3 separate regions of the Sus scrofa genome follow, and all the other regions are linked to region 3. A link is a contact called in public HiChIP or PLAC-seq data. All regions are on one chromosome and are shown on one strand. The core of a region is the stretch at or near the end of the contact, and the rest is flanking DNA. Distances in the headings are between cores, read along the strand shown. Region 1 holds the start of GALNT15 (polypeptide N-acetylgalactosaminyltransferase 15). Region 2 holds the start of CAPN7 (calpain 7). Region 3 holds the start of HACL1 (2-hydroxyacyl-CoA lyase 1).

Region 1 (4,253 bases), core at 1,655-4,154, 490 kb before region 3:
AACACACAGGCATTATGCCACGTACACAACACATACGATACATGCACAAGCCATGCAATCTCAATGCACACATACATGAATATTAACACATCGAGGACACACATGCACATGTGACAACACACCACACAACCAGCACCACAGCATACCTAGGCACCAGGCACACTAATACACTACACACAACACATATGCACAGCATCCACTGAATACAAGCACAATACAAAGCACCCATGGCTTATGCAATTCACACACATGCATGCATACACACATACATTCACAGCTTTGGGAGCCAGAGACTTTCTGATGGAGGCAGTGTTTCCAATTGGCAAGACATTCTTGCTCTAGGCCAATGAAAAGATGTATCAAAAGAATTGGAAAATGATCTATTCATTCATTCAGCAATCATTTTTTTACCGCCAGTTGAGATGATGGGTTCACTGTAGGTCAAGGGAAGCAGGCACAGAATAAACCAACACAACAATGACCATTTAGCCTCAGTCGTAGTGAGTATTATGAATTAAGGCTGTGGAGAGCACAAAACTGCAATGGGGTGGGCCTGGCTGGCTCTGGGAGTTTCCTGAAAAGAGCTGTTTCAGCCAAGACCTGGAGTTGGAACAGCAGGGCTGTGACCACAGTACACAGTCTAAGGAGGCTACCCCTTCCTGTGACTGCCTCTCCATATCCCTGACAAAGAGGGGCTGAGTGACTAGGCTCAGAGGGACCCCACCAGGGACCTGAGGGATATGTGGTCCTGCTCCCAACTGCTGTTCTAGCCTGATCCTCCCACCCAGAGGGGTGGAGGGTGGGTTTGCTTTCCAGGAACTCTTTGGCTCTGGGAAGAGCAGTGCTTTTAAGGGAGGGACCTAGACCACCCAACTATCTGGCTGCCTTGTCCCTGGAGGCTGGTGCCTAGACCTCTCTTCTGGGCCAGCCATGGTGATGATGGGGAAGGCAGGGGGTTTCCAGGATGAGCCCACCATTTTCCTGGGCACAGCCTGCAGGTCATCATACTTCCCAGCTTGCCTTCTGGGGGTAGGGCCACTCTGCCAGGTCAGGCTGCATCAGCTCGGTATTCTAGCTCCTGGGTCCTGGAACAGTCCCCTTAGTCTAGTGGAGGTCATAGAGGGGGTCATAAAGGAGGGGGTTCAGGCAGATTGGAGTGAATGCTTACTTCGGTACCTACTAGCTGTGTGACTATGGGCAAGTCACTTGGCCTCTCTGTGCCTTATTTTCATACCTATAAGATAGGCATAATGATAGTGCTAGCACCATCCTGCAGAGCTGTAAGGACTTATGAGTTAATACATGAAAAGTTCTTTGATTAAAGCCAGGTACACGGCAAGAGCCACATAACTGTTAGCTGTGACTATTCTTTTCATCCGAAAACAAAAACAAACAAACAAACAAACAAAAAAAAGCACAACCTTCAAAAGATCAACATATGCTGGAGTCAGTATTACAACTAGAAGTGTCTTGGAGAACATCCCCTCCCAGCCCCCTCTACATTACAGAGATAAAGCAATTTGACGTGACAATCCAGAGACAGAAGGACTAGAACCCAGGACGGGTAAGAGAGGGGACAAGGAGGGGCTCCTCCTTTCTGTCTCTGGGACAGTGGTTTTCATCAATCAGCAGGGCTGGTTAGAGACAGATCGCTGGACCCCACCCAGGATTTCTGCCTCAGCATCTCTAACAAGTCCCCAAGCGATGCCGCGGCTGCTGGTCCAGGGACCACACCTGGGGAAGCGCTGCCCTGAGACAATGGAGTCAGAGTTCTGCAAGGCTTCAGCCGGACTTTGCCGGCTGCTCTCCAGCACCGAAAAAGAGGAAGCAAGGGCCTTACTTACAGCGGATGCCGTACCTCAGGCAGCGCCCTCTGCAGGGGGATGCGGGCACTGAGCGCCTCCTCCAGGCCTCGTAGGGTCAGCTCCTCTTCAGATGCCTCCCCATCCTCCTCCTCAGCCCCCCAGTCCCTCTCCCGGACCTCCTCGTCCTGCCTCCTGCTCGGCTGCTTGATGAGCCTGTAGCTGCCACCTCTCCTGCCCTGGCTCTGGTTCCTTCTGGCCCTGTGCGAGGCCACGGCCACCAAGAGCTGATCCTCCCTCAGGGAGATAAAGGGTGGCAGGCCCTCCAGGGGGCCGTACTCTTGGTCCTCATCCTCGGACTCCAGCACCCACTCCTGAGATTCCCCAAAGTTCAGGCGGTACCCGGCTTCGGGGCTGCGTTCGGCGACCTGGGCCGTGACAACCGGGGGCCGGGCGTGCGGGGGAGGGTGCAGCACCTCCAGCATCAGCAGCGTGCATCCCAGCATCAGGAGGAGCAGCAGGAACTGCAGTCTGCAGGGTCCGTGCCTGCCTCGCTTCCTTACGAACATGTTGCTGGAACTTGCCAAATGCAACAAGTCATGTTCAAGTTCACTTTCGCCTCCTGCTCCAGGTTCCTTCAAGCTGGCAGCAGAACCTGGCTTCCTGGGTCTACCTGGAAGTTTGTTTGTTTGTTTTTGCCAGTCACTTAATCTGCTCCTTCTCCCGTCCCGACTGACATCTGCCGGCAGCGTAAGACCGGCTTCCACTTACAACCAGAAAGCCGAGAAAGCCGCGGACTCAATCCCACCACAAATGCTCTCTGAGCAAATGTCAATTGCCTTCCGAAAGACCATTCACAGGGACTTCAAATTGAACTGTTTGCCCCCCTTTGATGCCCCTTTCCTTTTGGGGGGAAAAATAATGATTTCATTTTGCTCAGGGGTCTAGTCCCACGTGTTTCGTTTTCCCCCTTGTATGCGTGGTCAGGTGGCTATAAGATGTATGAGGGGAGCTGATGGGTCCTCAGTCCCGCAGAGCTGACAGCTGTCCTCCTTTGGACCCTTCAAGTCAGGTCGGTTCAACAGATGTGGAGCCGGCAAGTAGCGCCTGATTTCCTTTCACACAGAGCTCCTCATACAGCCGGCTGCGAGGCTCTGCCAGACGCGGGCGGGCGTGCGCTCGCCTCGCTCCCGGTCCTAATGCCCTCCCTGTTCCTAGGCTTTGCGCAACCCCAGGAAGGCGACTACGGGGAAAACAAACGCCGTCACTGCTAGGACCAAACCCAACAGGAGCATCCGAGGAGTTCTGATTTGAATCTATTCCACAGCGAGGCTTCTTTCCCCACCCAAAAGGGCAGGAAAGAGTATCCCCTCCTGATTTCAGAAAGGCAGTACGGGTAGTGGAAATTCAGGTAGCTGGTTGGCTCTTTGCATGCTCAGCCTCCCAAGCTGCTGGCTGGGGTTCCCCTTTCTTCCCTCCCCACCCCCCACCCCGGTCCTCACCCTTCTGAAAAGGAGGGGTGCTTGGGGAAACGCTCTTGCAACAAGCCCCTCCTACCCACAGGAGCATCCGAATGCCAGCTCTGTACCGGCCTCTGAGCCAATGGGGGGAGGGGCGGGGGACGACAGAAGAGGAGGGGCCCTCTCCTTCGACTGTAAACTTCCTTCATTCAACCGAGAAATATTAATGCGCGGCCGCTATGTGTTAAATCTATCCTGGGCAGGGGGAGTTCCCGGCGTGGCGTAGGGAAACAAATCTGACTAGGAACCACGAGGTTACGGGTTCGATCCCTGGCCTCGCGGGTGGGTTGAGGATCTGGAGTTGCCGTGAGCTGTGGTGTGGGTCAAAGACGCAGCTCAGCTGGGATCCTGTGTTGCTGTGCCTGTGGTGTAGGCCATCGGCTACAGCTCCGATTGGACCCCTAGCCTGGGAACTTCCACATGCCATAGATGTGGTCCTAAAAAGCAAAAAGAAAGAAAAGAAAGAAATTATAAAAATAAATAAATAAAATATACAGTGGGGACAGATGGTGATAAAAGCTAAGGAGGAAAATAAAGCAGGGAAGGAAGCTGGGGAGCTTGGGTTAGGGGTTGACAGTTGACACTGTGAGCAAGTGTTCCCAGAAGCATTTGTGTAAGGAAGACAAGCAGTACAGTATGGAGAGAACTGGGGACAGAGAGGACAGCAAGTACAAATGTCCTGAGGTGAGATTTTTGCCTGGCCTTTTGCGGGCCTGCAGAGGGCCAGTGTGGCTGGAACAGAGTGGGAACAGTAGGAGTGAAACAAGAACAGTAAGAGGGGGGAGTGACGGGGGACCTTGCAGGGCATTTTAGGGATTCTGGCTTTTCCTCTGAGTCAGGTGGAAGCCCTTGGAGTGTTGTAAGCACACAACAGACACAATCGACTTGGATTTTAACTGGATCACTCTGGCTTCTGTGTTGAGATTAGACC
Region 2 (4,287 bases), core at 1,619-4,118, 390 kb after region 3:
ATAAATTAAAGCTTGTGCAGCTTCCTAAAAATTAAAAAAAAAAAAAAAGAATTCAAGGGAATCTAACAGATGAATTATAATTTGAATTTTTTTTAACACTTTCTTAACTCACTACTGCTTTCTACGAATGACAAAACAAGAATGTCTTTAAGATAGCAGTAATATTTTGATAAAGTAAATGAGTTATAGAATCCTTCAATACCTTTTCTCGGTTCTGAATATTCTCAATTTTCTCCTACTGTTGAAAATGTATGAAGTCAAACAGAAGAAGGTCATTGTAAACATTTTCTTAGAATAGCTGTGGTTTATATGTTTTTTTCTCTCTCTCTCTTTTTTTTTTTTTTTTGTCTTTTTAGGGCTGCACCTGCAGCATACGGAAGTTCCCAGGCCAGGGTTCTAACTGGAGCTGGAGCTGCTGGCCTATATCACAACCACAGCAATGCCAGATCCAAGCCATGTCTGTGACCTACACCACAACTCGAGGCAACGCCGGATCCTTTAACCCCCTGAGTGAGGCCAGGGATCTAACCTGCATCCTCATGGATACTAGTAAGATTCTTAACAGGAACTCCTTTTCTTTTTTATTTATGCAACAGGTCAGACTCGAAATTATACACCCCAAAAAAGTGAACTGAGTCTTGAATGCATCAGAACAGATAATAATCAATAAAACTAAGTATCAATAAAAAAGATTTTTTTTTTTTTTGTCTTTTTTTTAGCTATTTCTTGGGCCGTTCCTGCGGCATATGGAGGTTCCCAGGCTAGGGGTTGAATTGGAGCTGTAGCCTCCGGCCTACGCCAGAGCCACAGCAACGCAGGAACTGAGCCGCGTCTGCAACCTACACCACAGCTCACGGCAACGCCGGATCGTTAACCCACTGAGCAAGGGCAGGGACCGAACCCGCAACCTCATGGTTCCTAGTCGGATTCGTTAACCACCGCGCCACAACAGGAACTCCAATAAAAAAGATTTTAAAGGTTATCTCACAGTGGAAAGAAAATCTTTTCCTCTACAGAAAATATTGTCAAGGGGGGACACACTGTATGGTAGATTTCAGTTGTATAAAATAAACACTTTAATTAAGAAAATCTGGATTTGTCTTGCCACTATTCCATAACTTCTTCAGCCAGTTAGGCTGTGGCTAGTGAGGAAATGCCTTCATTCTCACCATCAGCATTCTGAGAGGGTGACCAATGCTACCACACAGAAAGTCCACAGAGAGACTTTCCCAGGTACTACCACCTTCTCTGCAGTAACCTTAGCATGTGTACTTCAAAGAACCTCATGCCTGATTATCTGGATCCAAAGAAGCCACCCACTGATCCAGTTATTAGAGCTGGAGTTGTTTCCTTCAAACTACAAAATCAATAAGAAGAGTACAGTTTTGGTCCAAATTGAAATTGGGGATAGAAAAAATACGTTTTCCTCAGATTTCAGTAATTCAGATATCTCAGGGGAGGGAGGAAAATATAACCTTATATGTAAATATTACAGCCAATTTTTAAAACTGTTGGCATCAACTTTATTTTACTCATTTCATTTATACTTGAAAGTGACTAACAATTAAAGAACCCCTTTTAGAAGAGTATGAAGACAGAAAACACTAAATATCTGATAGTTTACATAAACAGCTCCTACAAGCACAACCACTTTTCTGACTCTCAAGGAAAAGAAATTCTTCATAGTAACAAGCAAATCTTACAGCAAAACAAGAGGCACACTGCACAGTATTTTCTTTTGCCTTAGCTATTTCAAATGGCACTATTTTCACCTACAAACATTGGTCAGTTATTGCACAAAACTAAAACAGAGTTTTACTTTTTAAATACCACTCTAATGAAATTGTCAACAAAAAGTCCAAAAGGAATGATTCTAAAACACATCAAGTCTCTAAATATAGATTATAAAGGCAATTAAATATTAACCTGAAAAAAAACCACACGTTAATGACAGCATATACGTTTATAGGAAAAATTTACTACTACTGTATAATCAGTCGACATTGCTTCTAAAAGAAAAGGTAGTAATATCAAGAAGATACAGCTACCTCAGCAGGGAGGCGCAGGGCAAGACGGCAGCGAGACAGTTGTGTTTGCAAATCCTCAGGATTAGGGAGCAAAGAGTGGACTGTGAAGCGCCTAGTCTTTAATAATTCTGGCCCCAATAATTATCCAAATGAAATATCAAAGAAACATGTAAAGCATGAGTATAAGGATATTATGACGCTGAAGATCAAAATATAAATGTTCATAAATGAACATAAAATGACCGGAAGAGTTTGTAAATACACCAAGACACAGCTACAGAATGCATCCACTAACAAGGTAATATTATGAATCTTAAAAAAATTCATAACTTTTTAAAAGTTTCAATGAAAAGATTAAAACAGTATAAACAGTACGATTTGGGGTTTTTTTAAAGGTGTGTAGACACATAGGCGTAGAAAAACAAAGATACAGGTCAAACGCTAGGATATCCGATGCTTTATTCTTTTTAATTGACTTTCTGAGTCCGTCTGAGCACGCACTGTCTCCGAGTACATCCAAGACAGTGAGACCCAGTGAGCTGACAGCTCAGCCTCGCCTTCAGGACGGACCCGACCCTGGAGAGGCTACCAAGCCCAAGAGGAGGACTCCGGGGCGGGGGCGGGGACAGGCCTGGCCTCTCAGCGGGGCCACCGTCCCCCACCCCCGAAGGACAGCGGGAGCGGCGATGCGATGCGAAGCCCATCAGGCAGCACCTGGGCCCGCCCCCAGCCCACCTTGTAGTAAAACACCGCCTCTGAGTAGCGGCCTTCGTGGTCGCGCTGCACCGCCAGCCGCGCGAACTGCACAGCATCCCGTTCCAGCGCCGCCGCGTCCATGGCGGCCCCGCGGCGAGGTCCTCCGCCGCCTGCTGCCCAGGCGAGGCCCGGGCCGCGCAGAAATGCTGGAGCTCACTTCCGGCGGCTGAGGAAGGACAGCGGCCGGCCCCTCAGCACAGACCCGGCTCCCAGCCGGCGGGCAGCCTGACTCCACGGCCGCCGCATTCCCCGCCCCGCCCACCGGTCGCACTGCGCAAGCGCGGCCGGCCGGGTAAGGCGAGTCCGTGAAGCCAGGGCGCCGGGGGCGGTGGGCGGGGCCCGGCCTCCGCGGGGCCGAGTGCACGTGACCGCCACTGCGCCCAGGATTGGACCGACGCAACCGGTGCCACGTCCGAGCGGACGCTGCCTCCGCCCTCTACACGCAGGTGGTAGTGCCCTGCGAGGCTGTTGCTGGCCAGATTAGGGAGGAGGGGCGCATGCGCCTTACGGGGCTCTACCCACTCCCGCCTCCCCACCCCCCCCCCCCCCCCCCCCGGTGCCGGAGAGCTCTTCCCATCTTCTGGGCTGCTTTTTTAAAAATTAGGGAAATACAGTAAGGACATAGGATTCTTATGCGATACTCTTTAATAAGTTTATAGCCGCAAATTCAATTTTAACCCTGTATAACTTTCCGAGGTTATAGTACTGATTGAATTGTGTAATAACAATGTGTACTTATCCTTAGGTTAACAATGCTGTTGTAATACTCAATTAGGTGATTACTTGGCTAATGGTCTTTCTCTTTAAAACTCTGTATTCAGCAATAATAAAAATAAACTAGTGAGAGACACCACAATATTGACAAAACTCGAAATTCACTGTATGTTAAGATGAGAGAGTACAACTGTGACTATGTTTATAAGAAACACCAGAAAAGATGAATCTAATCAATAACGTGTGAAGCTGTTAGGGAACCATGGACCCAAACCGCCTGCCCTGGCTAGCACCGTAGTAGCACCTCGGCTCAAGTCTCCCACACAGGATGTAACACCTTTGCTTAAGTCTCCCACATCAGGATGCTTCAAAAGAACACAAAACCAGTGAAGGGCCTAAAACCAACCTGGAGGAAGCTCAGGAGGGGCCAAGAAGGGCAGGAGACTCCAGTTTATATGTCTTGCTAACCTCCTGGAAACACTCATGCTGGAAACTACCTTGACTAAGAGATGCATAAGCCATCAGGAAGGGCTTTGATCAGAACAAAGGAAGGCAGGAGCAAGGTGACTGGCCAAAGACAATCTGGAAATCTGATGCCCCCGCCTGCTACCACAAAAACCGGAGAGTGTGTGCCACAAGGCAGAGTAGTTCTCCTGGTTTCTGTTACCTGCTGCTCTCTGCTGAAGTGCCCCTTTTCAACAGTCTTTTGCTTTGTCAGTCATGCGTCTCCTCGGACAATTGATTTATTAGTGTTGAACAAGAGCCCACTCTCAGGGGACTCATCCAGTGA
Region 3 (4,352 bases), core at 1,845-4,344:
AGCTGTAGGTCGCAGATGAGGCTTGGATCTAGCATTGCTGTGGCTGTGGTATAGGCTGGCAGCTGGAGCTCTGATTCAACCCCTAGGCCCAGGAACTTCCATACACCTCAGGTACAGCCTCCCCAAAAGGAAAAAACTTTAAAAAACCCTCTATTTCCTCATTCAATAACCAAACACTTCACTTTTTGATAAAACATGCCTATGAAAACATTTCTTACAGGTTCATTTAGTGTTATGCTTTTAAATAATCACAAGGATTTTTAGTGTCCTTGTTTATTGAAATTAAAACATGCTATCATCACATACCTGTAGAGCTGCCTGTTTTAAATCTTTGGTGAGCATATCTTCTCCAGGTATTATTTTGCAACTCTTAAGAAATCACCTGTTTGCCCAGATATTCTCTTCACCCAGATTAAGAGCTGCCAAATAACATCAGAAGCCACAAGTAGAGTAACTAGTATGAAGACCGGTTATTTCATCAAAGAGTAACCAATGCGAAGTGACACTTCATGACAAAGTAACAAATGACTGACTCTGCTCTCAGAACACGTTTTCATTACCTTTTCTTTGCAAAACAAACAAACAAACTAGACTTACTTCTCATTTGACATTCTTCCATGAATAAACAAACAAAACCAAACAAAATATTCCACACCTACCACCAATAAAAGTAATAAAGAATGTCATTAATGCTTGCAACGTCTGCACAAAGGGCCTTGGATGAGTCACAAAAAAATCTTGGAATCCTGTCACTGCCACTGCCTTGAAAGCAGTTGCTCCAAGTGGCTGCCAGTTCTGGGCAGAGACTCTCAGCACTTCTGCTGAATCATCAGACCCAAGTGAATCACGGAACGTTGTGCCCTGAATTCAAGGGTATAAAGGTGAAGCAAGTTTCAACATTCTTACCAACCTCTCCCTCTGCTAAAAGGGCTAAAGGACAAGAGTTCAGTCAGTTGATAATTTATCCTTTGTTCCAACCAGTTCATCTGAATTCAGGGGATTTATACCAATTCATAGTTCACTTTTCACCACACCTTATATGGAGTGACTCCATCTGTGATTCATTCGGGACATTGGTGGACACAAGTTCCAATGAACTATCATCTATACAAGTTGGAGCTGCCAATGTCAAACCAGCCTTGAAACCATAAATCCAAATTAAGCAATAGCATTTGGTAATAGGCAATCAAAAATTTAATTAGTAACTCAGGCCTCTAGCATGAATACAGAGCTAGTGGTTCTCTGGTTGGGCTGCAAATCAAATTTAGACAGCAGCTCTGAAAAAATACAGGCGCCTGATTTGTCCTGAGATATTGATACAGAAGACGTGGGGTAGGGCCCAAGTAACTGTATGTTTAAAAAGATTTCCAGGAGTTCCCGCAGTAATGAACCTGAATAGTATCCACGAGGACACGGGTTCGAGCCCTGGCCTCCTTCAGTGGGTTAAGGATCCGGCATTGCCATGAGCTGTGGTGTAGGTCACAGACAGGGCTTGTTTCCCGAGTTGCAGTGGCTGTAGTGTAGGTTGGCAGCTGCAGCTCCGATTCGACCCTTAGCCTGGGAACTTCCATACGCCACATGTGTGGCCCCAAAAAGCAAATAAATAAATAAATAAATAGCTTTCCAAGTGAGTCTGATGCTTGGGGGTAGAGACTGTCACACAGGTACTGATATCAATCCCACATGATAGAGAGGTGTGCAGTCTATGCTTCTCAAACAGGGACAGGAGATAGTGTGCCAAGGACCATTCAAAGCCACACAAAAAACACTCTGTACCTTTCTGGAATCTCAATTTTCCTTGACAGATAAGTAGTTTAACATGTCATTTTTATTCTGGGTGGTGGTTCCGGAGGTATATACAATTGTCAAAACTCATTTAAGATGTGTACATTTATATTTATTTTACCTCAATTAAAATACAGATTCTGGAATACAACTGAAGATCTGCATTTATTATTTTTTTTAGACGAACTCTGAGACTTCAAAGAAATCTCCCTCTTAGATGGACTACACTAGCCCAGGCCCCCATATTCAAGGAAGCAACTATTTTATTCTCCTCTGCTTTGGGTGAAAGTCAGAGTTTCAAATTCCCAGAGAACCCTTTTCGGAAGGACCCACAGGGTTTAGAAATTCTTTCATTTCCAATGCTTTTCATCCATTTCACTACTCATGACCCACTGCCCTCTCTTCTTGTTTCTTCACTTTCCACATATTACTGGGTTCTTTGCATTTTAAAACACTTCGAATCCCCCCAAATTTAAAGTTCCACTCTTCATTAGGATTGGAGATTTTGGTTGCTACTGAGCAGATCTTGAGGATTTAGCTTCATAAATTGCACACTGTAAGCACATTTTTTACTCAAAAATGTGTTTTTTTTTTTAAAATGTGTTTTAAAAGATGCTCCACTGCAGAGCTCCTTGTGGTTACCCACGCTAATTAATCACAAATATCCCCATTTCCTGACTTTGTAAAGAGTGGAGGGTTAGCAGCAAGGGTTAGAGAATAAAATGGTCAAGAATAGGCTTAAGAGGCCCTTCTTATCTCCTGTGGCCAAAGGGCTGAACAATGAATAGAGCACAAGACTGTCCTGGGTCCAACGGCTTTTAGCAACTTGCCTCGTCCTGCGTGGAGATTTGGCGTCCTTATATATGACACGGGATAAGAAGTACACATTTGATTATGGATTTTTCTTTTTTTTTTAAGCACTCCAGGCAAATGTAAGTCCCCGAGTCCCAGGTATCGAATCCAAGCCGCAGACGCGACATACCGGATCCTTAACCCACGGTGCCAAATACGGATCTCCCGCTTGCGGGTTTAATGAAATACTACGTTCTCGGGTTGTAAACCCACGAGGTTATGAACTCATAAACCAAAAAGCATTTAGGTCAAAGCTCAGAACACAGGAGACGCGGAATAACGACTACGCAACCCGAAGAAGACTTTTGCCTAGCCCTCAGCACCTTCCCATTACACCCCAGCAGCCTGTGCGAACCTGTGCGCAGGCCCCAAGGCGAAGCCGCGAGTGCGCCTGCGCTCCGCCCTCTTCCACCCCGGATTTGCGCATGCGCCACTCACTCGCCCTCCAGGGTCCCGAAGTGGGTTGTAGAGTGTGGCAACGAGCGCCCGCTGATCGGCCTCTCACTCTCTAGGCTTAGGCCGCCGCCTCCAGCTAGTCCCGCCTTCTCCTGGCACTTTGCTCCCATCCCCCCACGAATGGACGGTCCAGGAAAAGGCCCCGTTGTGATTGGAGAGAGTGGGTTTACCTCTCACCTCCTCACGAGCTTGCCGGCTTCCGCCCCGCCTCCTCCCCTCCGCTCTCCGAAGGGCGGGTGGCCTCCTCCTCAGAGGGGCGGTTCCACGGTTGGTGTTTTCGAGCCTGCTTTGGCTTGGTAACTCCGCTTCAGCCTGTCGTCGACTGCGGTAGGGCCTCGAACTTTAAGGTGGAAGATGTCCGGAAATAACTTGGCAGAGGGCAGCAACCCAAGCGAGGCGCAGATGTCCGGTGCGGAAGTCATCGCCCAGTCCCTGAAAACACAGGTGTTAGGAACGCTCCTACGGAAGCCGGCGGGGCCGAGTCGTTGTCTTAGAAACGGGGGAAACGGTGGGGGCTGGCAGCAGAGAGGTTTGCGGGAGGTTTTCCTTTTACCGTCGCAGAAGGGAGCTGTGGGGCTGGGAGCCCTGGCCTTATTCCTCTGTTCTTGGCCCCCAGGACGTGAACTACATGTTTGGCATCGTAGGCATTCCAGTGACTGAAATTGCCCTTGCCACCCAGAAACTGGGCATCAGATACGTCGGGATGAGGAATGAGCAGGCTGTAAGTATGGACCTTGAGAGATGAATGCACGATTGAGGATGAGTAATGATAATAATGGCAAATACTCATTGCAGAGAGTCGGCGCTTATCACTACAGTAATATTTTACACGTATCCGTCACAACGATCCTAGGAGGCAAGGACCATTGTTAATCCTAGTTGCGGATGAGAAAAGTGAGACCCAGAGAGGTTAAGAAATTTGCCCAAGGAGACCTCTGGTATTGGCAGGACCACATTTGGACCTAGGTATTATGGATCTGGAGTCCACACTTTTTTTTTTTTTGTCTTTTTGCCATTTCTTGGGCCGCTCCTGCCGGCATATGAAGGTTCCCAGGCTAAGAGTCCAATCGAACCTGAGCTGTAGCCGCCGGCGTAGGCCAGAGCCACAGCAAGGCAGGATCAGAGCCGCATCTGCAACCTACATCACAGCTCACTGCAATGCCAGATCCTTAACCCACTGAGCAAGGCCAGGGATCAAACCCGCAACCTCATGGTTCCTAGTCGGAATCGTTAACCACTGGGCCAGGACGGGAACTCCC

Evidence for each region. HiChIP or PLAC-seq counts read pairs in DNA pulled down with a chosen protein or histone mark.
Region 1: an H3K27ac HiChIP or PLAC-seq map of skeletal muscle shows a contact between it and region 3, with 2.7 times the contacts expected there. The contact joins the promoter of GALNT15 here to the promoter of HACL1 in region 3. A contact is called at or near these places in 2 of 5 promoter capture datasets (fetal skeletal muscle and liver) and 1 of 2 datasets of contacts at active chromatin or transcription factors (skeletal muscle).
Region 2: an H3K27ac HiChIP or PLAC-seq map of alveolar macrophages shows a contact between it and region 3. The contact joins the promoter of CAPN7 here to the promoter of HACL1 in region 3. A contact is called at or near these places in 1 of 5 promoter capture datasets (liver), 2 of 47 Hi-C or Micro-C datasets (liver and skeletal muscle) and 1 of 2 datasets of contacts at active chromatin or transcription factors (alveolar macrophages).

The regions. Positions count from the first base shown.
Region 1 is chr13:3,328,740-3,332,992 of Sscrofa11.1, reverse strand. GALNT15 (polypeptide N-acetylgalactosaminyltransferase 15) reads right to left here and starts at 2,904. Exons shown (of 10, transcript NM_001206447.1): 1 at 1,845-2,904. The coding sequence starts at 2,371.
Region 2 is chr13:2,450,966-2,455,252 of Sscrofa11.1, reverse strand. It overlaps CAPN7 (calpain 7), which reads right to left and starts at 2,868. Exons shown (of 21, transcript NM_001097443.1): 1 at 2,763-2,868; 2 at 1-24. The coding sequence starts at 2,864.
Region 3 is chr13:2,839,620-2,843,971 of Sscrofa11.1, reverse strand. It overlaps HACL1 (2-hydroxyacyl-CoA lyase 1), which reads left to right and starts at 3,094. Exons shown (of 17, transcript NM_001206454.1): 1 at 3,094-3,537; 2 at 3,710-3,814. The coding sequence starts at 3,448. It overlaps BTD (biotinidase), which reads right to left and starts at 3,547. Exons shown (of 4, transcript XM_013981377.2): 1 at 3,264-3,547.